Regions from separate parts of the Mus musculus genome. Here all the other regions are linked to region 1. Evidence: chromatin contacts called from public HiCAR-type, HiChIP or PLAC-seq and promoter capture Hi-C data. All regions are on one chromosome and are shown on one strand. Each heading gives the region's core, a stretch centred on a gene start, on an enhancer-like site or on the middle of the called end of the contact. The rest is flanking DNA. Distances are from core to core; before and after follow the strand shown. Region 1 holds the start of Scmh1 (sex comb on midleg homolog 1). Region 2 holds the start of Ccdc30 (coiled-coil domain containing 30). Region 3 holds the start of Rimkla (ribosomal modification protein rimK-like family member A). Region 4 holds the start of Foxj3 (forkhead box J3). Region 5 holds the start of Zmpste24 (zinc metallopeptidase, STE24). Region 6 holds the start of Col9a2 (collagen, type IX, alpha 2). Region 7 holds the start of Exo5 (exonuclease 5).

Region 1 (3,233 bases), core at 413-2,912:
AGGCAAAGGTCTAAAAAACTAATAAAAGATCCGTTTTAAGTACTTTAACCCTACGTACCACCAAGGCTAAGAATTAAACTTTAAAAAAAAAAAAAGGAAAAAAAAGGAATGCTTTTTTAATGAGCAACAGAAAGTGTTTTTTTCACAGCAAGTTGAGGCCTTCTGCTGGCAGGGAAAAAAAGCAGAGTTCATTGTCATAAGGCAGTTCTCTCTCCAAGCAAATATTAAATTGCAGTTTGGCACCAATCTAGGTCTCAGTCCTTTTTAGAGCAAAAATAATAAGCTCTTTTATCTGCATGATATATTACACTGTACAATCTTTTGATATACATTAGCTCACTTGATGAAGTGTTCAATTTTTCAAAGGAAGAGAAACCACAAAACAGGATGATCTCTTTTAGCTTGGGGGAACACATGCTACTACTATACAGCTTTTCCCTCTCCCCTCCCTACCCCCACCCGCTAAGTTCAACGCAGTACGAAAATGAGGAAGGGAGAGTACTTTTTATTTAAGGTCAGTCCTTTAGGGTCAAAGCTCTTCCCTTAGAAATGATTGAGCTTGGTCTCTCTGCTCACAAGAAGCTCTTCTGTGGGGGCAATATGGGCAAACCAGTGCTCATCAAAGGAGCGGATCAAAGACCAGAGTAAAGAAAAAGACTAAAGGAATTGGGAGTTAGCCAAAATAAGACTCAGGGGACACGATTACTATCTTCACTCTTAACAGCTGCCCAAGAGGAAACGAAGCAGAAAGACGAGAGACAGCCGTTCCTTTCTACCTATAACCAAATCCATCCAGGACCAGACTGGACGGCCTTACTTTAGAAAGGTTATTAGGACTAGGACGGAGAGCCGTCCTAAAAGGTTCGCCAAATTATTAGGGTATTATTTGGAATTTTTAAAGATAACTTCCTTCCCGAATAGGATAAGAGTAGGGGGAGCCTGGATGACTCTCAGATCTCTTCGCTTTGGGGTATGTTTTGGGGTTCACCTATCTACTAGGGAACTCCTTCCCCTGCTGTGCTCTAAGGTTGTCCGCCGTTCCCTGTCTCAGGTTCGAAACCTTCTGTAGCCGCCGGGTGTTTGCCCGGCTCCAGGCAGGTGACACAAGTGAGTCTCCCCCACCCCGCCCCCAGCCCCGGGACCCCTGAAGAAAGCTCCAAGCCCACTGTGTTCACGACCCCCGGTGCTCCGCTGCTGGGACCCAGGCGAATCTCTCTGGCGACGCGTCCCAGCAGCCCGAAAGAGCCCCCGCACTGGGCCCGAGCCAGGCTTCCCGGTTCCGCCCCAAGCCCTGCTCCCCGCTCGGAAGGGGCCCTGTGCGGGGACTCGCGCGCCGCGCCCCCGACCGACCCCGACGCGTCAGGCCGCCGCCGGACACTGGGCCCGAGCAGATGCGGCGCAGGCCGCCGGGGTTCTGGCCGGGTTGACACGGCCGCCGGAGGGCCGCGGACACAGACACCAGGGTCACCGGGCGGGGACTCGCTCCAGCCCGTGGCCGTAAGGCGGGCCTTGAGGGGCCCGGACCGGGCCGGGGGTGGCAGTGAGGCGCTTACCTGAGGGCGACAGCGGCGCGGGGCGCGGGCGGCTCACTCCCATCCAGCCGCCATGTTTCCGCTGCGCAGGGAGCGAGCGAGGACGCCGGCAGGGGCGGGCGACGGCTCTGGAGAGCGGCTCGGCTGAGGCGGCGGCGGGAGGCGGGGGGCTCCACCGAGGCGGCGGCGGCGGCGGCGGCGGCGGCCGAGGGGCGGGGGGCGGGGGCGAGAGCTGCCCAGCCCCGCCCGCCAGAGACTCCTGCCGCGAGGTGGCGCGCGCCGCGGCCGTTGGGTTCTCTCGCGCGCGCGCGCGGGGCGGCGGGAAGGGGCGACCCCTCGCGCCTTCCCCCCGCCTCGCGACCGCCAGCCCTAAAAAAAAAAAAAAAAAAAAAAAAAAAAAAAAAAAAGCCGCGACCCACTGGATTGCTCGCGTCTCCCAGACAAGTGAATGACGTCCTCTGAGGTCCCAGGTTCGAATCCCGTCGGCCCTCAGCCCCCACCCAGCTGGTGGCCGGCTGTGGAGTAATCTTAAAAGAGTTCCTTCGCACCTTTAGTCTTTCCAATGCGCAGGCGGGAGGAAAACTACTATGAGGAGAAAACCAGTGCGCCCCAAAAGGTGCAACAAGACTAACAAAAGCAGGCCTTCACTTTTGCCCCGTAGTAGGCTTTGAATGTTAGCGTGCTAGGTACTACAGTGGCTAGGGTCCTTCCAATGATGCTACCCCACCCCACACACAATTGTGTCTCAAGAACGTTATGTTTTAGCCCGCGGAAACTGAAGTTCATGGGGGTGGGGGGGAGAGCTACGTCTCCAAGATCACACAATTTTACTGGCTGTGCTCTTGCCTGGAGGTCAGGTGTTAAGGGAAATGCTGGTTGATTTTTATCAGCCTGAAACAAATCTACTCTTATCTCAGAAGGTGGAATCTCAGTTGCATAACAGTCTCCATCAGAATGGCCTATAGGCAAAGTCTGGGTGGGCATTTTCTTGTCTAATGATTGATGTGGGAGGTGCTACCCCTGGGCAGAGGTGGTCCTAGGTGGTATAAAGAGAGGCCAATAAAGGATGTTGCTCCATAGCCTAGCTTCATTTCCTGTCTCCCTGTTGCTGTTCTCACCTCCCTCAGAGATGAACAATGTTGTGGAAGTGTAAGCCAAATAAACCATTTCCTCTCCCAGGTTGCTTTTGGTAGGGGTCTTTATCACAGCTATGGAACTCACACCAGAACCAGAGAGTTCCGGGAAAGCAGCCCTTACTTAGCCCGAAGCTCATTCAATCTGGTTCCTAGAGGAAGCTGCAAAGAAAGGCTTCTCAGGATGAGGAGAGACTGAGAGCAAAGGTGTGGCAGGGATGGCTATCAAGAGTCTGAGAGGCTCTGGGAATCTGGTGGTGATGCTGTTAATGTTAGAGAATGAAGGGAAGCCAAAGCACGGCAGATCCTTGCACATCTACACTAGAACTTCAATTTTTTTTCCTCTCTCTCTTCTATTGGATATTTTCCTTATTACATTTCAAACGTTATCCCCTTTCCAGGTCTCCCCTCCAAAAACCCCCTATCCTATCCCTGCTCCCCCAGCCTCTATGAGGGTGCTCCCCCACCCACCCACACACTCAATGCCTTCCCTCCTTGACATTCCACGACACTGAGGGATCAAACCCCTAAGGCCCAAGGGCCGCTCCTCCCACTGATGTCCAACGAG
Region 2 (3,233 bases), core at 377-2,876, 990 kb after region 1:
AATACTTGCAAAGGGAAACGAGGCGTTTATTTGCTCCAGCTCGGAGGACCAAGGAGCCTTACCTAAGGAGGTGATAATGAAACTGATCAGTGGGAGTGGGTGGAAATGGAGGTGAGCATTTTAGATCAGAGAGGGGAAACACTTTCAAGGCCAAGGAAGAAAACAGAAAATAGGGGACACTGTTGAGGTGATGGTCCCCCACATGATCCAGAAGGAAGGGCTGGCAGCTAGAATAAGATCAAGAAATGTAGGTGGCGTTTTAGATACCAGAAAAGCAGAAGCCTCCAGAAATCCAGCTTTGACAACGCACCTGGAGTCTCGAAAAAAGAACATCTGAAGATTTAAGTTGAGCCTGTGCTAAACTGTATCACTAAAGTACTTTGGGGCTGGAAGAAGACATGGCTACTGAACCAAGACTCATTCCCAGCACCCACGAGGCTCCCAAGGACTGTATCTAGTTCCAGGAGATCTGGTATCCTCTTTTGGCTTCCTTGGGCTCTAGCTGTGATGTACATTAACTTATCAATGTAAACCTACATGCACATAAATCTTTTTTTAAAAAAAATATTTATCTTGCATTCTATAAGAAGCCAAACAGAATTGTCAATTAGCTTAGTTAGGCTTTCTTAAGGGTTCTAGCCTTCGTGGTAATTCTGGTCAAGCTTGATTTAAATGATCTTAAGTGGGCTCTCATGAATATTATCATAAAGGTCACCTAGTTCTAGCAGATGAGTCAGCACCCAAGGCTGTGGCTGTAGAGAGGAAAGTCATCTTTTACAGCACTGTACCAATGGCGAAGCCTGTTGTTTTCTGGAAGTTTTGCCAACTAGACCTAAAGTTCATGTCAACTGTGTGCTCCAAGAGAGGTGGTAATTCATGTCACAAAAGTCCAGAAGTGTGGAAATTTACCTTAGGTACTCCAGGTGTGATGACAAATTCTGGCCCTAAATTGAGACCTGATATGCACAGTATCTTGCCTTTTTTCTTTTCTCTTTTCTATTCTCCTCCTCCTCCTCCTCCTCCTCCTCCTCCTCCCCCCCCCCTCCTCCTCTTTCTTCTTCTCCTTCTCCTTCTCCTTCCTTCTCCTTCTCCTTCCTTCTCCTTCTCCTTCTCTTCTCCTCCTTCTCCTTCTCCTTCTCCTTCTCCTTCTTCTTCTTCTTCTTCTCTCTCTCTCTCTCTCTCTCTCTCTCTCTCTCTGTCCTCTCTTTTCTTTTTCTTTTTTAAAGGCAAGGTTCCATTCTATAGCCTAGGCGGCACCGACTGGAATCTACTGTATAACACTAGCTGGTTCCAAACTCAATTCTACCTCACTCTCATGTGCGTGGACTCTCACATCCAAGTTTTGAAGTCACTTACAGAAAAACAAATATAAGGAGATAGGTTGAACTTGGAGGGAAACAATTCGAGAATTAGAACCCTATGTTTACTCGCAGTCTGAGAATTATATAGACGCTGTACACTGTTGTTATGGTTACTGCGGTCTCCGGAGCCAATGGGGTAGTCTGTAGTTCCTGGAGGCCAATGGTGTGCGCTGTAACAACAGTCTTCACAGGAAGAACGGCCCGGGCCACCCAAAGCGTGCATGGTCTCCATGGCTCCCGCCGGGTCGCGCCTGCGCGTCCCCCGCTGAGTGGGGTTGCCATGACAGCGGCTGGGCGGCTGGAGCTGAGAGTCCCCTGCTCCTTCTGCGCGCTGGCAGGAAAATCCCACCTCAGCCCGGGGACGGACCTGCTCTTCCCGTGGTGCACATTCCAGATCTCTTCGGATCGCCGGTGAGCTCCTTCGCGCGGTGCTGGCCGGCTTCGGCGTGCTCGGCCCGGTAACGGTTGGCTCAGGAGAAGTGTGCTCTTGACCGTCCCCGAAGGTCCCAGCCACAAAGGCCCCAGAGACACCGTTGTGCCCTGCGCGCGGCCCGAGCGAAAGGACTGTGGGACTAGCTTCGTCACACGCAACCTTGCATCCGGATGAAGCTCTGCAGGCCTTTGGGGATACCAGCATCCGAGATCATCAAGTCAGTTGCCTTCTGCCTTTCAGCCTTCAACTCCATCCACTTCTCTCACCATCCGAGCACCCGGCTCCTTTATCCTGTTTACCCCACAACCATCTCACCCTTCCCCGTCCACGCTGTGCATTGTAATGTCTTCACCATTCTGTCACCTGTAGACCACCTCCTTCTGCTTCCCTACAGGAAGGCTTTGCATGGCTGCACATTTCTCATCCTCCAGCCCAGCAGTCCCCGTAAAGAGTTTCCATTTCTCTGCACTGTTGCAAATTCTCTGTCTTGGGTGAACTTGAGATGGGTGAAGTAAATGATGCAAATGCATACATGAGACGGTTGCAAACCTATTGTATTTCGAAAATAGAAAAGAATTAAAAGAAAAGAATCAGTTTTGAACTTCTTGACAGCGGTATACACATATGCCATATGTGAAAGTTTAAGTTCCGTTCCTTGTTAGGTACTATGTTAGACACAAATTTAAGCAATATGTTCGTACTTGTAAAAATGGCGTTCAAAAATGACCGCATAGCAGAATTTTGACTTTTAGGCCAAAGTACATCAAACACCCGGGGATTGTGCGATTTGCCAGACTGGAGATACTTGAAACTGTTCCCGTGCCCCCCCCCCTCTTTTTTTTTTCCTTTCAGTTTCTAAATTAGAAAACACTTTTGGTGAAGGGAATCAATCAAGAGCAACTTATCATATTTTTGGAAAAGGAGAAAGCCCAGTGGCCTTTTTTAAAAAAGAAAAAAAAAGTATATTTTATTTAGGAATTGGAACAACCTGTGAATCATATTCTTGGGTTTAAGGTTATACGTGTTTGGATTATATTTCTATAGCAGGAAGGGTACTTAGGGTGAAAAGTCACATGGGGGCTGTTCCAGTTTTGTGACCTCATATTTGTTTGTTCCTTAGCATGTCACTTATAGACCATGTGACCCAAAGCAAGTCCCTTCCTCAGAGCCAGAAAACGACCCCCCCCCCCCGTTGAAGTTAGAGGGCAGAAATGCTGTTAGTCCTCTTTCCACCTACCATTCATTATTACGTCGGCACTCCAGCTTACCACCTCACCCGTTAGATGTGAGGAGCTTAGGCGGCTTAAAACCATGTTTACCCTTGTTAAGAGGCTAAATGACCATTTCTTCAGTATCTATTTCAGAGAGCAGGCTCTGTTAAATGGGGCAGTCTTAGGTACACTTTAAATATCAGAGAATTTATAACTCAAACAGCATGT
Region 3 (3,233 bases), core at 210-2,709, 910 kb after region 1:
GGGGAGCCAAAGGCAGATCTCTGTAATGAATTTGAGACTAACCCGGTGTCTTAGTTAGGGTTTTACTGCTGTGAACAGACACCTTGATCAAGGCAAGTCTTATAAAAAAACAACATTTAATTGGGGCTGGCTTACAGGCTCAGAGGTTCCGTCCATTACCATCAAGGTGGGAACATGGCAGTATCCAGGCAGGTATGGTGCAGGCAGAGCTGAGAGTTCTACATCTTCATCCAAAGGCTGCTAGTGGAAGACTGACTTCCAGGCAACTAGGATGAGGGTCTTAAGCCCACACCCACAGTGACACACCTATTCCAACCAGGCCACACCTCCAGATGGTGCCACTCTGAGAATATACAAACCATCACATTTACAGAGTGAGTTCCAGGACAGAAACTACACAGGGCTACAGGGAAGCAGGGCTACAGGGAGACAAGGTTACCCAGAGAAACCCTATATTGAAAAAACCAAAATGATGATGATGATGGCGGCGGCGATGATGATTTCAAAAAGATGTTTTAAAGAGCTGGAAACACAACTGGCTAAAGTCAACCCCATAGTTATTTAGAAATGACTAGCTAGGAGCTGTGAGATGGCTCAGAGAGTAAAAGCACTTGCTGCCTAGCCTGACTTTGATCCACATGGTGGGTTTCAGGAGAACCAGATCCTGAAAGTTGTCCTCTGATCTTCACGATCAAGCTGTGGTAACAGGCCACCAGCTCACCTTGTGCACAATAAATAAATAAATAAATAAATAAATAAATAAATAAATACATAAATAAATAAATACATAAATACATACATAAATAAATGTATAATTAATTTATTTTCAAGAACCGAATACCAGGTTTCACGCTATTGTTTGCGGGCAGAATTTGCAAACGGCTAGGACCACGGACAGTATGTACAGAGGACTGAGTTGGAGGGCGGAGGGGAAGTGGGGTGTGGACTAGGAGGAAAAAACGCGCCCTAGGGGTTCCCCTAACTCAATATGGGGGTCTTAACCTGTTTTTATGACACTGGGGTTATGATGGTCAAGCGCTGGTGCAAACTGGGGTGTAAGAAAAGGAAAAGGATCTTCGAATTATCTAAATGAAGTATCTGGTTGCTAAGACCCAACTGCCTCCATCTCCCAGCCAGGCTGCAGGCCAGGATTGGGGCAGACAGATCGCTCTTCTAAGGGTCAAGTCCAGCTGCAGAGCCCCGCCATGTGACCTTGCCAGGCTGGGAGTTGTCTTTGGAAGAGGTTGGTGGTGCAACCAAGACTCGCACTTTTCTCTGGGGGAGCAGCACCGCGCCTACCCAGCCAGTGGCCCATCGGTTCCCGGGGTCGCCCCAGCCCCGCCCGGCCGCCGCAGGCTGCGCAGCTCCGCAGGCTCCGGGCCGGGTCCTCCCCGGGCGTCGCGACGTGCTGATTGGCTGGGCGGAGGCGGCGGAGGAGGCAGCGGAGGCGGCGGCGGCGGCGTCGGCGCGAGGCGATCCGGAGCATTCGCCGGCCGGGTCTGCAGAGGCGGCTGGCGCACGGCGCAAGCAAAGCCGCGGTGCTCGCCTGGGACGCGCCAGGGGGTCGCGCGGGCGAGCGGCCGCAGCTTCGGTCGCCATGTGCGCGCAGGTCTGGCTGCTGACCGACCGGCTCATCCGCGAGGACTACCCGCAGGTGCAGATCCTGCGCGCGCTCCGCCAGCGCTGCTCGGAGCAGGACGTGGGTTTCCGGGCGGTGTTCCTGGACCAGATCGCCGTCACCGTCGTCGGCGGCCACCTAGGTGAGCTCAGCCGGGGGAGGGAGGGAGGGGCACCGGGGTCCCGTGAGCCGGCCGCTCTCCTCCTTGAGCCCGGCTCCGAGGTAGCCCCTCTGCAGCAGCCTGAGGCCAAGAGTAGAGAAGATGCTTAATTCATTTAGGAGATGAGTTAATGGGGCATTCACATTCACCTGAAGCTAAAGGCACCAAACCTCACACTGTAGATTCTCCGAGCACAGGTGGCCTGCCGGATTGGATCCCGAAATTAAAAGAACCAACCCAGAATTCACAAAATTGCTCTTAGGCAGATGTTTGGGAAACTTTTCCAGTGGTATGTATGCTCCAGTGATGAACGCCCTAGGTAGAACACTATTCTCAAACTGGGAGCCTAATTATGGGAGACAGCTGAGAAAGATTGAGATCGTCTCTGGAGGGGAAGGGGCGAGAGGAGACGATTGATGGTTTCCATTAATTTGTCCTCCTCCCAAAGAATGTTTAATTCAGATTCCAAAATAGCCAAGTACTTCCAGGCCTCACTGGTCCCTTCAGTGCCGGGTCCAGGGCAATTGAGGTGGGAGGTTGGGGGAAATGGTTATTATCCCTGACTGCCTATTCAAAGCGTTCTGTTTATTCTTATTATCTTCAATACATGCCTGCTATGTATTGCTAAGCTATCCATGACTTTGGAAACTCGTATTCACTGGCTTACAGTCTGTGTTCTCGGTAAGCCCTCCGAGGTAGCCAGCTATTTCAGGGGGTCCAGGGCTGAGGAGGGTTGGGCCGTCTTGGATGCTTCTTGGAATGTTACCCATATGTCATCTTTAACTGGTTGAGTAGAGTTCCTTCTGCAAGGGTAGGGATTCCACATCCTGAACAGACTACTTACAAGTGAGGTTTTGAGTATGTGTCCCTAAGTGAAATAGCTCAGTTTTGTACATTGTTCATCGGTAGGTGTAGTTAAACCTTACTAGGTTCAAAATGCATATACTTTGGGAGTAGTTATATGCAAGCATTAGACACTCCACATTTCAAGTGGTGTGCTTAAGTGTAAAAATACCATTTTTTAAGTTTGGGTTGCTGAAACCCTCCTGATTGGTTAACGGTGAACGCCATTTCTGAACAGAGAATTTGAAGAACTAGATTCTTCTTACAGCTTTTTTGTTGCCAAATGTCTCGGCTTTGCTTTGTGATAATCACTTTGACTTTGATTTTAGGGTTTGGTTTGGTTTTGCCTTTTCACGGTTAATTTTATGTCTATGGGTGTTTTGTCTCCATGTATGTCTGTACACCATGTGCATGCAGTACCCTCAGACGCCAGATGAGGGCATCATATCCTCTGGGAACTGAAGCTATAGTTGTGAGCCACCATGCAGGCTCCAACCTGGGCCCTCTGGAAAAGCAGCCAGTGTTCCTAACCACTGAGCCCTCTCTCCTGCCCCCATCTCTTTGAATCATGTATGTCATATTTAAGTTGAGATTCTCCAAGCTTGAAAAGCT
Region 4 (3,233 bases), core at 226-2,725, 870 kb after region 1:
AAAGAGCTTAAAGGGAGATGGGGAGGGAGACATGTATTTCAAAACAGTGTTAAAAAACAGAGCCCAATAGTACCTAGTGCATTTTAGAGATGTGGAATAAAGAACTTTCTGCAAAAGCAGCAAGCAGGACTACCTAGTCCTTCTACTAGAGAAAAATCTACGTATATTACACCCAATAGAACATGCATGCTTTCTCACTAGGGTACAAAACACAAGGAAAAACTAAAGGCAAATAAACAGTGAAAGGTGAAAAGAAGCCCACCAGTTTCGAGCGCCCCGACACGACTCATTCAGAAATGTAGCAACAACTTGAGCCCTGCATCAACACAGACTAGAAAATACTAGGCCACAGTGACACAAGAAAGTAGAATAGAGAAAGGAAAACCGTACACACCAACACATCAGTTGCAAGCGCCTGCTCTCTGGAGAATTAAGCAGTAGAGAAGAGCAAGAGCTACTGGTACTGAAAAGATGTCAATTAACTAAGATCTGGTCGATCCCCTAGTAGTCTCAATTTCCTAAGAGTACAACTCTTGATTCTTCCATCAAACAAGTCATCCTCGGCAAAACAAACTGACCTTAACACCTTCCCCACGCTGCCCGGAAGAAATCACGGGGTGGAGGGGAGTAAAGCAGGGCGGGGGAAAAAAAAAAAACAAAAAACATCTCAACCAACTGCAAAAAATGGAGGGAGTGGGAGGGACGGGGCACTACCACGTGGGCAGGATGCAACACACGCAGGACAGCAGCAACACGTCCGCATGCGAAGGCTGCCTTTCCCCCAATGCCAGAGAAGGGCCCGGGGACAGGATGGGAGAGAAGGTGGGACCCTCGCCCCAGCCATTTCAGCCCCGCAGGGCACCCGCGACCCACAAGGCAGCGGCCGCCTTCCCGGCAGAATAGCGCCTGGAGGGCGAGGAGGGGACGCCGCATCGCGCCGGGAACAGGACGAGCCCGGACCAGGTGCAGGTCACGGAGCGACGAGGGCGCGACTGTCGCGGTCCTCCGCGGCCCCGGCATCCGCAGCGCGGGCCCACCTGGGGGAGGGGCGGGCGCGCGCGGCGTCGGGCTGAGGGGCAGCGGCAGCTGAGGAGTGGCGCCGCGGGTGAGGGAGGGCCGCCACCCGGCCGGCCCAGCCTGGCGCCCACCGCCGGCCACAGGGAGCGTGCGCCGAGGACGGCGAGCGCCGCTCGCCCAGGGCAGCCCCCGCCCGCGTCCCGGGAGATGCCCCAGCCCCGCCTCCCCGCCCGCCGCCCCAGCCCCGACGAGACCCTGGCGACGCGTGCTCACCTCAGGCTACGCAGGCCGGGACGGCCCGGCCGAGCCTCCGGCCGCTGCGTGCGTCTCCGTTCCCCGCGAAAGGTCCCAACGGCGCCCTCAGAGAGCGGCCCAGGCCCGGAGCGGCGCCGAGAGTGGCGGCGGCGGCGGCAGCGGCGGCGGGAGCAGCCAACATCCGGGGCCGCGCACCCGGAACTACTTCCCGACCCGCTCCCTCCCACCCCCGCCTCCCGCGACGTCTCAGCGCTCCCGGCCCGGCGTCCTCGGCTCCACGGCCCGCCCCGTCGTTGCTGCGCGATGTGCGAGGGATCCCTCCGCGGGGACAAGTAGTGCCTCTGAGCTCCCGCGGCTCTGCCTGCTTGCGGCCAGCGGGAACCGGCGGTGGGCGGTGCGGAGCGCCTTGCAGTGTTTGCGCCTCGGACTTGACAGCGGCTGGCCGAGGCGGCCCCGGCCCCACTCCCGGGATTCCAACTCCTGAGGAATGCGCCTCGTGACCTCCCCGCCTTCCAGCCTCTGCCTCTGCGCGGCCCCGTCAAGCACCCAGCGCGGATTTTCCCGGCCGCCACCGGGGCGCTTTGGACCTTGCTTGGGGACACGCGTCCTTCGGAATGTCAAGAACCCGGGTTCGAGGCCCCTCCCTACCCAGGCATGTCATCTTGTCATTACCCCTGCCGCGTCATCCTCTCCATCTCAAGTTAGCTGGCCAGGTCGTGGCCTCACTATCAACAGGTGGAGCCTTTAGTAGGGTTGTTCAGACTTCTGGTAAACTTTGGACTTTCCCTTTGGTCTTCCCTGGTCCTACCTCTGAACTGTTAGCGTTGACAATCTGTGCTATCCTGTTACACTTGGTAGGTATTTGCTGCGCAGAAGCCGCGTTAAGTCACGTACTCTTCCCTGCAGCCTCAAGAACAGCAAGTGAAGAGCAGTTGCTCAGTATTTGGACATTAGATGGTTAGATGGATGTCAGTGAGTTTGGTTGATTGAGAAAGCAAAGGTCTGAGAGAATTGACCCTGGCAACCTTGCTGAGCTAAGACAGTGTGAAACCATCCTTCCATTCCTTCATGGAGCATTGAACACTTTCATCTGTCAAGCATCTCCTGGCAATGGGAATTCTAAAGGTTTATCCACTCATTTGTCCAACAAAGACATAAAAAGTCATTGTACCAGGCACTACTGTAGTGCTTCAGATTAATCAGTGAACAGAAAAGGCCGGTGGAGGGGCAAGTATCATTCCCTCATGGGCAGAAAGGTGATAAAAATTATGAATTATGTAATAATGTTAGAAAACATTGAATGATACCTTGGGGGATTGGGGAGGAGCACTCAGGACAGAGCTGTGTGGAACACTAGAAGGAAAATCCTTTTAAAAAGAGCTGCCTGGGTGAGCCACAATAATAAGGCAACTTGAATCAGAGGTTTGAAAGAAGTGAAGGGATTTGATGTAATTGTGGTTAGAACATCCCTGTGAGTGTTAGAAGTAGCGAGGGTCGGGAGAGGTAAAAGATAAGGACAGAGGGGTATCTTGTGGGCTATTGACAGTCTCTCCAGAGCTTTAAACAGTGAATGCTCTGCTTAGAGTACAGGGTAGGAAGTCAGAGGGGGCACTACCCAGGGACAAGGTGATGACCTAAATTAGGACAGAACCACACAGGAAAATAAGACACGGGCTTTTATATTTTTAAGCACTCAGTCTAGGGGCTAGCAAGATGGCCCAACAGGTAAAGGAGATTACTCCACAAGCCTGGAACCAGAACCTAATCCCTGGAATCCATGTAAAGTAGAAAAGAACCAATTCCACACACATGCTGTGGTAAGTGCGCTATACACGTGTACACACACACACCACAATAAATAGTTAGAAAAATAATTCATCTAGATGCATGCTCATAACTTCAGCTCTAAGAAAACTGTGGCAAGAGAATGATAAGTTTGAGGCCACCCTGGGCCACATGGA
Region 5 (3,233 bases), core at 471-2,970, 690 kb before region 1:
GCCTCAATGGGAGAAAAAGCTTCCCACACCATCAAGGCTATGGAATCTGCTATGTTGGTTATGGGAGTGCCTTGGGTTTTGAAGACAGATAATGACCCTCCCTATGCATCTCAACAATTCAATGAGTTTGATGCCTCATGGAAGATTAACCACACTTTTAGGATTCCTTATAACCCTCAAGGTCAGAGGATAGTAGAAAGGTCCACTCAGACTCTAAAGGACTTGCTGACTCAGTTTACCTCCCCTGAATCCAAACATGACCTTCCCCTGGCCCTGGCAGAGGCCCATTTTCACCTAAACTTCCTCACCTTTGATCAGGGATTAAGCCCTACCTATAAACATTGGGCTTACCTACCTAGGAATACCACTCTTCCATTGGTACAATGGAGAGAGTCCCTAACATCACAGTGGCATCCACCCTTTGTTGACACAAGGGCTAGGCTATGCTTGTGTTTTTCCACAGGACTCTACAACACCATGATGGGTGCCAGTACAAAACATCCAACCAGCCATGGAAAAGGAGGACAGGGACGAAGCCTCCTCTCTGAAGACCTTCTACCTGAGGAAATGGCACTTGTTAGAGCTATGTCTCTACTTGCCTGTGATCCCTGTTTTCATGCCATTTGCCTTACACCCAATCAAGTACAAAATATTTCCCAGGCCCATGAACAAAACTCAAAGTTCAGCTAACAGTTCAATCAGTAATTTTGCTGAAAGCAAAAAATCCCCCAAAAGAACTTTTGGTTGCCAAAGAATCTGTGATCCTATATTGAAGTAATTCACTTTGTCAAGTAACTTCTACTGATTACGCTCATGCAGATAAATTTAGTCATGGTTGAGAAATTTGAAACCTTAATCTCAACATCTTTAGCATCACAATCTCACCATATTTTAAATTGGAGCTACATATTTTAATTGGAGCTAAAGATTTCGCAATTCACTATAAATAATGTTTATACAAAGTGCTATTAGTTCATAGAAACTATTAATTAAATAACATTTACTTTGTGGTCAGAAAAATTCTGGCTTCACGTTTCAAGTAAAGTCAAAGTAGTAACAGGGGCCATAGTGACCCTATTTCATTGTTGAATTCCAAGGCAAAGGTACTGAGCTGTGATGGTGTGTGGTGATGTGTGGTGGTGGTGGTAGTGGTGGTGGTGGTAGTGTGTGTCTGAAACAAGGTCTTGCTAGGCTTAAAGGCAGTGGCTACCAAGCCTGCCTGTTTGAGGTTAGAAATGCAGTCCCAGGACTCACAGGTAAATGCCTCTTCTGACTTCACTTGGGGAGGATGAGATGAAATGTGTAAATGAAAATCCTAATCACTAGAGTCATTTTCATCTCTAATATTCCCAAAACCAGAACTTTCGAAGACAAGCCAAACAACCCCAAATGCCTCGTTTGGTTAGTTATCCTGGAGATGCACATCTAACCTTTGAACGGCACTAAATAGAAGGAAGGAAAAGTTTTAGAGCCTCTCTCATCCTTCCCAGCTACTTCTAGAGGGAATATTTCTATGACCCGGCTTATCCGGTCCGGTTAAGCACCGGGGTCCATTGCCCTCTCTGGTAACCCGCCAAAGCAAAGGAGAGGCGGCGACCACACTGACGTTCCCAGGAAGAAGGCCGGAACCTTTGAATTGGATCCCTGCACACAGAATCCGGAGGGATATTTCAGGTGCACCGCTGCTCATTCTTCAGGCGGAAGTGAGGAAGGTGGGGCGTCTTATTCTAGCAGAAATAAGTAGGTCCTTGAAGAGTAAGGCTGGAGGGAATCGTGTCTTTGTGACACTTCTGGCAAAGCTGAGGGAATGGGCGTCTGAAGAAGCCCTCGGAAGGGACCCGTATTGTTGTGACACCGCTGGCACTCTCCGAGGGACGCGTGTCGCTGAGGCACCGGTGCACGCTAAAGGAGCGGGTGAGATAGGGTGACGATGGGGATGTGGGCATCGGTGGACGCTATGTGGGACTTCCCTGCGGAGAAGCGAATCTTCGGGGCGGTGTTGCTCTTTTCCTGGACGGTGTATCTTTGGGAGACCTTCCTAGCACAGCGGCAGGTGAGCATTGACGTGTCTCCCCCGGCTGAGCCCCTGGACAGCCTTAGGCCAGCCCGAGCCTCTACCCAAGCCCCTTAGTGTTTGCCCGGATGTAGCAAACCGTAACCCCCGGTGAGCTTCCTAACTTTTCCTAATGGTGACTGCCGCTTTGAGGAGTTTTTGGAAAGGCAGAAGTTGTTTGCAACGTTGTAATGGGACCCAAGCCTGTAAGCGGCTAATGAAAGGGAAGAACTGCCCTACCGCCAAACTTGAGCATGTCTATGCCTGCTTTACAGCGTCTTAAGAATCTTTGGACCGGGACTTGACCAAGCCTCGTTGGTATAGGCTTTCTAAGTGGAGGTGCTAAATTTGTAGAATAATAACTTCCCATGATATTGATGTTACCATGCTCAACCTCACTTTGCAACCGTTCCAAAGACTCGCACGCCGTTTGAAAATCCTCATTAGAGCAAATGTTGTTTGGGGCCACAATGTGTGTGTGTTTCATTAAAATTTCTCTTTGGGTTTTTTGTTTAAAACGTTAAATAGTGCAGTAGAAAAGCTAACAGTTTTCCATGGAGATAGCCATAATTAACAGTTTAATTCGAAATGTGAACGTTTTAGTGAGATGGACTTTGAAACAACAAAACAAGTTATCTGCAACATTATAATGGGTCCCAAGCCTGTTGGTGTCTAATAAAAGGAAAGGACAGCCCTGCCGTCAAACTTATGCAGGTCTATGCCTGCTCTGCAGTGTCTAAGTTTGGACAACACTCGTCTGTGTCGTCCTTGAGAACCTTCCCCTTTAACTGCTGGACCTATTTCTTGAGCTCTGCAGTCCTTTTCGTCTGCAGTTTTCTTCTAACTTACACTGTATGTGAGTTTCTTTGCCAGGCAAGTGCTCTCCCACTGAACTACATTTCCCAGCCCTTCGTGACTCTCCGGATTGCAAGTTTGAAATTTTTTTTTTTTTTTTGGTTTTTTTGTTTTTTGTTTTTTGAGACAGGGTTTCTCTGTATAGCCCTGGCTGTCCTGGAACTCACTCTGTAGACCAGGCTGGCCTTGAACTCAGAAATCCGCCTGCCTCTGCCTCCAGGGTGCTGGGATTAAAGGCGTGTGCCACCAAGCCCGGCACAAGTTTGAATTTTAAAAATCTGTCAGTGTCGGGTTATGTCTACCTCAGTCTCTTCCTTTAGTATGT
Region 6 (3,233 bases), core at 237-2,736, 630 kb before region 1:
TTAGATACTCACGTCGATGCCATCTGAACCAGGCACTCCTGGTGGCCCTGGTGGCCCTGGAGGACCCGGCTCCCCTGGTGGACCTCTCTGAAAATACACAAGAGTGCAGCCCTCAGACAGTACGCAGAACTGGGCTCCCAGGGGCTGCTGGAGACCCCGAGAGCAAAGGTGACTAGGGCAGCATCTCCCCAAGGAGATGGTGCTTCATGGGGAGTTTGTTGAGCAGCTACTGTGTGTCAGGCACTGTGTGCCATTATGCTCTGTTACTTTATGAACTACTCAGAACTCGGGGGGGGGTACTATTAGGGGTGACAAGCAGAGGGTGAGGAAACACAAAAAGACTCAAGGCTCGTGATCACTGCAAGTGAATGCTGAAACCGTGATTACACCCTAGGTTGGCTGGCTTCTTCCCCTGGGTCACACGGTCTTTGCACTGTCACGATAGGAAATAGATGAAGACATCATTTGCTCAAATCACAGATGATGTGCAAGATGGCACCTAGCCAACGATGGCCGTTCGAACTATTGCTGTTTTCTAACCAACAACAGGTATAGCGGTGAACTGGCACCTCTCCCTCGTCCCTGGTGCAGGTAAAGAGACCTCAGAGAAGAAGGAAAGCTGGGACTCTTCCCACCCAATCCTCCCTAAGGTAGCGAACCAGCCCCGACTCAGGAAGTCCACGCGTGCCAGATGCTGGCGCCAGGTGCCCTCCCCAGGTTAAGATGTGCCAGGCTGGCGCCTCACAGGCGAACTGTACCCCTACACTAGCACTGCTTGGTGAGCGGGCCCAGCATCCCCATTTGGTCCTAAACCGGGCATCTCTTTCCTAGGGCCCAGCTGTCCCTGCGAAGTGAGGCAGAAGCCCACAGTCAGGAAACGGACATATTGGGGCGACAGGGAAGTCTGGCTGGAGCCTGGGTCCCTTAGGAGACTCCGGGGGCGGAGGCTCCGCTGTCGACTGAATAGCCACCATTGTCTCCGCACCACCTGGGCTCTCTCCACTGCCAGGCCCCCGCGCCATCTCCTGCTCGACGCTGCCTGTCCCAGGCAAGGCCAAGCATCCCGAGGCAAGGTCCCTCTGGTTCCCGGACTAGTCAATCTCCCTTCACCGCGAGCGGTTTGCCGGGTATGCATCACCCCAGCGGCTCTGTCCTCAGCTGCCCCTCAGGCTAGGGACAGACTAGAACAGGTCCTAAAGACTCCAGGATCCTAAACCCAGGCTCTGCACCAGGGACGGCGGAGACAGAGAAGTGACAGGACTTACGATCTGAGCCAGGGCGAGCCACAGCACCTGGAGGAGAACGAACAGGCTGCGGGGCGCGGGCACGGCGGTCATGGCGAACAGCGGGTTCTGGAGCGGGGGTCCAAGCACCGATGGCGGGGGCTGCTTTCGGAGCCTCGGACTGGATCTCCCGAAAACGCAGCTAGACGGGCCGGGGCGGGGACCTGCAGGCCTGTCACCTGAGAGCACTGTGGGGAGGAACTGTCCAGCTCCGCCCGGTCAGGGGCGGATCTTCTGTGCCCACCCTGGGTCTGCATTCTGAGTTTGACCAGACGCCCCAGCTGGGAAGTCCCGGGGGCATCTCGGGGTACGGGACTACTTTCTGTGTGAAGAGCAGAAGTCCATTCGAAGTCCCTTTCCTCCTTGCCTCCAAGATCAAAGCCTTCCTCCTGGCCCTCAGCCCCATCCTTTCCCCGGGCAAGCTTGTCTGGGTCCTTTATCCTCCAGAGCCTCAACCATCTCAGGTTCTGGAGACCTGGCCAGGACTCCACCAACTCCATCTTTTCTAAATTGGCTCAGTCCTCTCCACAAACAATCAGGTCCCTGCCATATTAAAACACACCAACATCTTTCTTGAATCTGCCACCTCGGGAATTCCCCATCTGCCTCTTCTCTCCCCCTCCACCATCAATTCCATTAGAGTTGTCTGTGGCCTCTAAATTTCCCTTTCCTCTCGCCTCCCTGCTTCCATCGACCAGTGCGATCCGAACATCTTCCATCCTTGAGGCATCCTGTTAGCATTTGGATCTGCCCTTGGCAATGCCAGTCCTTCACGTCTTCTCTCCCAAGCATCCACCAGGCATCCACCCCATGTGACCTTGTACAGTTATATCCTTTGAAGACAAGTTTTTATCTATGCGAATGAGTGTTTTGCCCTCAGGTATGACCCTGTCCCATGGGGGACCAGACATCCTTGGAACTGGAGTTGTAGAAAGGTGTAAGCTCCTACGTGGGTGCTGGCAACAACCTGGGTTTTTGCAAGAAGAGCACGAGCTCTTCAGCAGGGAGCCATCTCTCCAGATCCCTACAATTACATATTAAGGAGGAGTACATGTTCTATGAAAAGTGTCCCTTAGACTATCAAACACCACAATGCATAGTCACACAAACTAAAATGGACCTGGGCTATCTAACCGTGTGGAACCACCTGCATGTGTGAGGTCCACTGTCAGCCAAGTGACACGATTGTCTTTCTCCTCAGCGGCACCTGCATGCTGCTGTCTCCTGGACTGGGAGAGACTTCTCCCTCACCCCCTTTCAACTGACCTCCCAAGTTCATGGAAACAGCCACCACTTTATTCAGTAACACCCCAAACCCACCTGTCTGGTCACCTCGGTCCAGAGCCCCTTTCTCCTCTCCTTCTCTTCCACTCACTGGCTAAGGGCAGTGGATCTCATGCAGCCACTAACCACAGTTATGACCACAGACACCTCCATGACATAAATGAAGTCTTAGTTTCCTCCTCTGTAACTGGGAACAACATGGTCCCTATCTTAAAGAATTTGCTTGAAGATTGAAGGAGCTGATGGTGGCAGCTGCTTAATGTGACAGCAGTGCGCTGTGACCCTCAGTATCATTTGCTCTTGGTATCCAACTGGCCTCCAGTATGGAAACTTGACCACAAGCAAATCAAGTGACCTGGCCAAGGAGGAGGCCTGGACAGATGGCTCCACAGATAAAAGCACTCCTTACTTTTGTAGAATTTGGGGATTTGCATCCCACATCAGATGGCTCCCAACTACCTGTACCTCCTGTTCCATAGAATCCAATGCTCTCTTCTGGCTTCCATGGGCAACAGCAAACATGCAGTGAACATATAAGCACATGCACATACACAAAACACATAAACACGTGTAAAAATCACCCTCCACATTTCCTTTTCTTAAGTATGTTATGAAGCCGGGGAGATGGCTCAGTGGTTAAGAGCACCAGCTGCACTTGCAGAGGAC
Region 7 (3,233 bases), core at 427-2,926, 520 kb before region 1:
CTTCAGATCAAGATGTAGAACTCTCAGCTCCTCCAGTGCCATGCCTGCCTGGATGCTGCCATATTTCTCACCATGATGATAATGGACTGAAACTCTGAACCTATAAGCCAGCTTCAATTAAATGTCCTTTATAAGAGTTGTCATGGTGTCTCTTCACAGCAATGGAAACCCTCAGACAATAATTGTCTTAAGTGCAGACCCATTGGTACTATTTCTACCCAAATATACTTTGGTTTTGTCATAAAGATGTTATGGTCCCCAAATATCCATTCTTATTACTGGATTCTCTTAGGGCCTAACACTAGGTTCTAGTAGGATTAAGAGACTAGACTCAGCCACTCATCTTCAATATGCCCTTAATGAAAGAAAGGGGATTTATTCGATGAGGTCACTTTGGAAAGAGGAACAAACACAGAGGCCTAATGATTTCCAAGACTGTCTTTGGGGTTCTGACATGTGGTTTAGGTTTAAACAAAGCAAGAGGGATGTACAACTAAGCAGATCAAGGAACAGTCCTGTCCACAGTTGTCTCAGCTTGTGTCTTCTGCAGAGTGGTCTGACAAGCTGTAAGGATCCTATGAAGTCTCTTCCTGGGAGGTAAGTTCTCCTCTGAATGGTGGGTGGCGGGGGGGGGGGGGGGGGTGGGGGGGTGGGGGGGGGGGTTCTACTGCTTCCATACTGCCAAAGGGAGGGGCACAAGTGCTTCTCTTTTATCTTTGCTCCCACTGTGATTGAAGATAGTATTTCATGGGTTTTACTCCACATTTGGAAATTTCCTCTTTTTTTTTTTTTTTTTTTTCCTACGCAAGTTCCTTGTTTGGAATCTGTTCATCCTCCCCCTGATACAATACACTTTATAAAACCCTGATTCTGGTGAACCCCTTAAACTGGTGACTGAATTAACTAAATGAACCTAACAGCTAGGCTTTATCCTTCTGGACTTTAGACTCAAGTCTAGAGTCCCAGCGCTGAGATTTTTGGTGTGGGTCACCATAGATGCTGGGAAGTATTTTTCAAAGGCTCAGAGGTTAAGAGCACTAGCTGCTCTTACAGAGGACCTTAGTTTGTTTCTCTGTGCCCATGTGACTCAACCCTTCTGTAACTCTGAGGCCCTCTTCTGGCTCCCGAGGGCACCAAGAAGATATGAACCACAGACATGCATGCAGGGAAAACATTCATACACATAAAGGAAAAAACAAAACATTTTTTTTAATCTTTAAAAAGAATCTGGGCATAAGGGCACAATGGCTTGTAATTCCAGCACCGAAAAAGCAGAGGCAGGAGTAACCCAAATTGGAGGCCAATAAAAAGGATAAGAAATAAATAAAATAAAATAAGACACTGACAACTGCCAGCGTCTTTGAAGCTTGAGTTCATGATTGTTCACTAAGCTGGGAAAGCTGATGTCAGGTGCTAAGATCCGGATTCGGGCTCCAAGGGTGTCAGAGGCCAGCTGCACTGGGGACAGCGAGACGACCACCATGACCGTCCTCTCACCGGGCGGGCGTAAGAGAACGAGACGGTAACAGCCTGCACTAGGCACTGGTGGATAAGGAAATACAGCGGACTGCAGACGCCCACTCAGCCCCAGTGTCGCGAGAACCAGGGGCCTGGTGGGTGGGGAGGGGTGTGACATGAAAAGGGGCGGGCCTCCAACCGCCGCCGGGAATTCTGGGACAGGGGTGAAGAGCTAAGGGGCTGCCCCTTTCAGGCACGCCCCTCATTCGGGTTTTTGTTCTGTGCATTTTGGGCCCGCGATTGAGTCTTTGCGCTTGGGCACACCAGGGGGACTGGGGCTGGGGGCTGAGTGGAAAGCACACGCCTGCCTGCGTGGAAGGCCTGTAACGAGTCAGGACGCAGAGGATGAAGGCAGCAGCAGGCAGCCGGAAGCCATCAGCAAGGCAGGGCCTCCGACCTCAGGCTGCGGCTGGGAACCTGGAGAGCAGAACTTACCGCCTGGAGACCTTACCCTTGGAGAGGCCAGTGTTAGGAGGATTTATGACACGCAGCTGCCCTAGCAGTGTGACTCAAGTGGAAACACCATAATGTGAAGGAGTGGTCAGGTGAAGAGAACAGAAGTCCACATTCCATCATAGCAAGGTGCCTCCCCATCTCCCCTCGTTTTAATACATGCTCTTCCCTGTGAGGAGGGAAATCAACTAAGGCCCAGGTGAGTACGAGTTGCCTCTCTCCTGAACTTTTCAGAGCAAATAGATACATAGTAGACCCATCAATGCCTTTGGAAGGAAAGCCACATTTATTGTGTGTTAGTTAATATCTGTACTGTTTTAGCTCTGTGGGCATTGAAGGATTAGCTTACCAGTATACATTTTAAAGATGTGCCAGTCTCATCAGAGAATTTTTGAAATGTGCCCAAGATTATTCAAGAAACAAATAGCAGAACCGGGCGTGGTGGTGCACGCCTTTAATCCCAGCACTCAGGAGGCAGAGGCAGGCGGATTTCTGAGTTCGAGGCCAGCCTGGTCTAGAGTGAGTTCCAGGACAGCCAGGGCTACACAGAGAAACCCTGTCTCGAAAAACCAGAAAATAAAGAAAGAAAGAAACAAACAAACAAATAGCATACCAGCAAATTCTACTGGACGTTTCAAGATTAGATTCAAAATCTGTATCTTCAGGATCCCTAGACTCTTGATGCCGATCTGGTATTTTCTGAACATCTATCTCATTTAATTTTTCACCTAATAATTTTCAGCTTTATCTGTTTTAAAACTTTTAAAACATATATTCATATATAAAATATTTAATATGAATATTAGTAGATATTTCTATATCTTTAAGAAGTCAAGGGGGCTGGAGAGATGGCTCAGAGGTTAAGAGCACTGACTGCTCTTTTAGAGGTCCGGAGTTCAAATCCCAGCAACCACATGGTGGCTCACAACCATCTGTAATGAGATCTGATGCCCTCTTCTGGTGTGTCTGAAGACAGCTACAGTGTACTTATATATAATAAATAAATAAATAAATCTTTAAAAATAAAAAAAAAAAATAAAAAAAAAAAGAAGTCAAAAGTCTGCCAGGCAGTGGTGGTATAGCCTTTAATCTCAGCAGCTTGAGAATAAGTTCTAGGACAGCCAGAGCTACACACACAAAACCTGTCTCTCTCTCTCTCTCTCTCTCTCTCTCTCTCTCTCTCTCTCTCACACACACACACACACACACACACACACACACACACACACACACGTCAGAAGTCTAAAAAGAAAGTCATAAAA

What was found. Promoter capture Hi-C pulls out the DNA fragments that hold promoters and counts their contacts. HiCAR-type assays count read pairs that join an accessible place to other places. HiChIP or PLAC-seq counts read pairs in DNA pulled down with a chosen protein or histone mark. Capture Hi-C pulls out chosen DNA fragments and counts their contacts.
Region 2: a HiCAR-type map of astrocytes shows a contact between it and region 1, with 3 times the contacts expected there. The contact joins the promoter of Ccdc30 here to the promoter of Scmh1 in region 1. A contact is called at or near these places in 4 of 39 promoter capture datasets (the 3T3-L1 cell line, hippocampal neurons, liver and 1 more), 3 of 115 datasets of contacts at active chromatin or transcription factors (astrocytes, extraembryonic endoderm stem cells and forebrain) and 1 of 9 other capture datasets (adipose tissue).
Region 3: an H3K4me3 HiChIP or PLAC-seq map of embryonic limb bud shows a contact between it and region 1, with 4 times the contacts expected there. The contact joins the promoter of Rimkla here to the promoter of Scmh1 in region 1. A contact is called at or near these places in 2 of 39 promoter capture datasets (embryonic stem cells and hippocampal neurons), 1 of 15 datasets of contacts at CTCF or cohesin (the NIH/3T3 cell line) and 3 of 115 datasets of contacts at active chromatin or transcription factors (embryonic forebrain, embryonic limb bud and large pre-B cells).
Region 4: a contact with region 1 is called in a promoter capture Hi-C map of adipose tissue, with 2.3 times the contacts expected there. The contact joins the promoter of Foxj3 here to the promoter of Scmh1 in region 1. A contact is called at or near these places in 1 of 484 Hi-C or Micro-C datasets (embryonic stem cells) and 2 of 9 other capture datasets (adipose tissue and macrophages).
Region 5: a contact with region 1 is called in a promoter capture Hi-C map of adipose tissue. The contact joins the promoter of Zmpste24 here to the promoter of Scmh1 in region 1. A contact is called at or near these places in 2 of 39 promoter capture datasets (cranial neural crest and pre-B cells) and 1 of 9 other capture datasets (adipose tissue).
Region 6: a contact with region 1 is called in an H3K4me3 HiChIP or PLAC-seq map of bone marrow-derived macrophages, with 7 times the contacts expected there. The contact joins the promoter of Col9a2 here to the promoter of Scmh1 in region 1. A contact is called at or near these places in 2 of 39 promoter capture datasets (cranial neural crest and pre-B cells), 1 of 484 Hi-C or Micro-C datasets (pro-B cells) and 1 of 115 datasets of contacts at active chromatin or transcription factors (bone marrow-derived macrophages).
Region 7: a promoter capture Hi-C map of the HPC-7 cell line shows a contact between it and region 1. The contact joins the promoter of Exo5 here to the promoter of Scmh1 in region 1. A contact is called at or near these places in 9 of 39 promoter capture datasets (the 3T3-L1 cell line, 3T3-L1-derived adipocytes, the HPC-7 cell line and 5 more), 2 of 484 Hi-C or Micro-C datasets (embryonic stem cells and pro-B cells) and 1 of 9 other capture datasets (pancreatic islet).

Annotation. Positions count from the first base shown.
Region 1 is chr4:120,403,777-120,407,009 of GRCm38.p6, reverse strand. It overlaps Scmh1 (sex comb on midleg homolog 1), which reads right to left and starts at 1,662. Exons shown (of 18, transcript NM_001379185.1): 1 at 1,554-1,662.
Region 2 is chr4:119,413,914-119,417,146 of GRCm38.p6, reverse strand. Ccdc30 (coiled-coil domain containing 30) reads left to right here and starts at 1,626. Exons shown (of 15, transcript NM_029286.2): 1 at 1,626-2,011.
Region 3 is chr4:119,490,824-119,494,056 of GRCm38.p6, reverse strand. It overlaps Rimkla (ribosomal modification protein rimK-like family member A), which reads left to right and starts at 1,459. Exons shown (of 5, transcript NM_177572.4): 1 at 1,459-1,760. The coding sequence starts at 1,598.
Region 4 is chr4:119,537,903-119,541,135 of GRCm38.p6, reverse strand. Foxj3 (forkhead box J3) reads right to left here and starts at 1,475. Exons shown (of 13, transcript NM_172699.3): 1 at 1,291-1,475. Frg2f1 (FSHD region gene 2 family member 1) reads left to right here and starts at 2,367. Exons shown (of 4, transcript NM_001004178.1): 1 at 2,367-2,528.
Region 5 is chr4:121,096,697-121,099,929 of GRCm38.p6, reverse strand. It overlaps Zmpste24 (zinc metallopeptidase, STE24), which reads left to right and starts at 1,720. Exons shown (of 10, transcript NM_172700.3): 1 at 1,720-2,053. The coding sequence starts at 1,931.
Region 6 is chr4:121,037,819-121,041,051 of GRCm38.p6, reverse strand. It overlaps Col9a2 (collagen, type IX, alpha 2), which reads right to left and starts at 1,486. Exons shown (of 32, transcript NM_007741.2): 1 at 1,266-1,486; 2 at 13-87. The coding sequence starts at 1,337.
Region 7 is chr4:120,923,448-120,926,680 of GRCm38.p6, reverse strand. Exo5 (exonuclease 5) reads left to right here and starts at 1,676. Exons shown (of 2, transcript NM_028457.2): 1 at 1,676-2,170.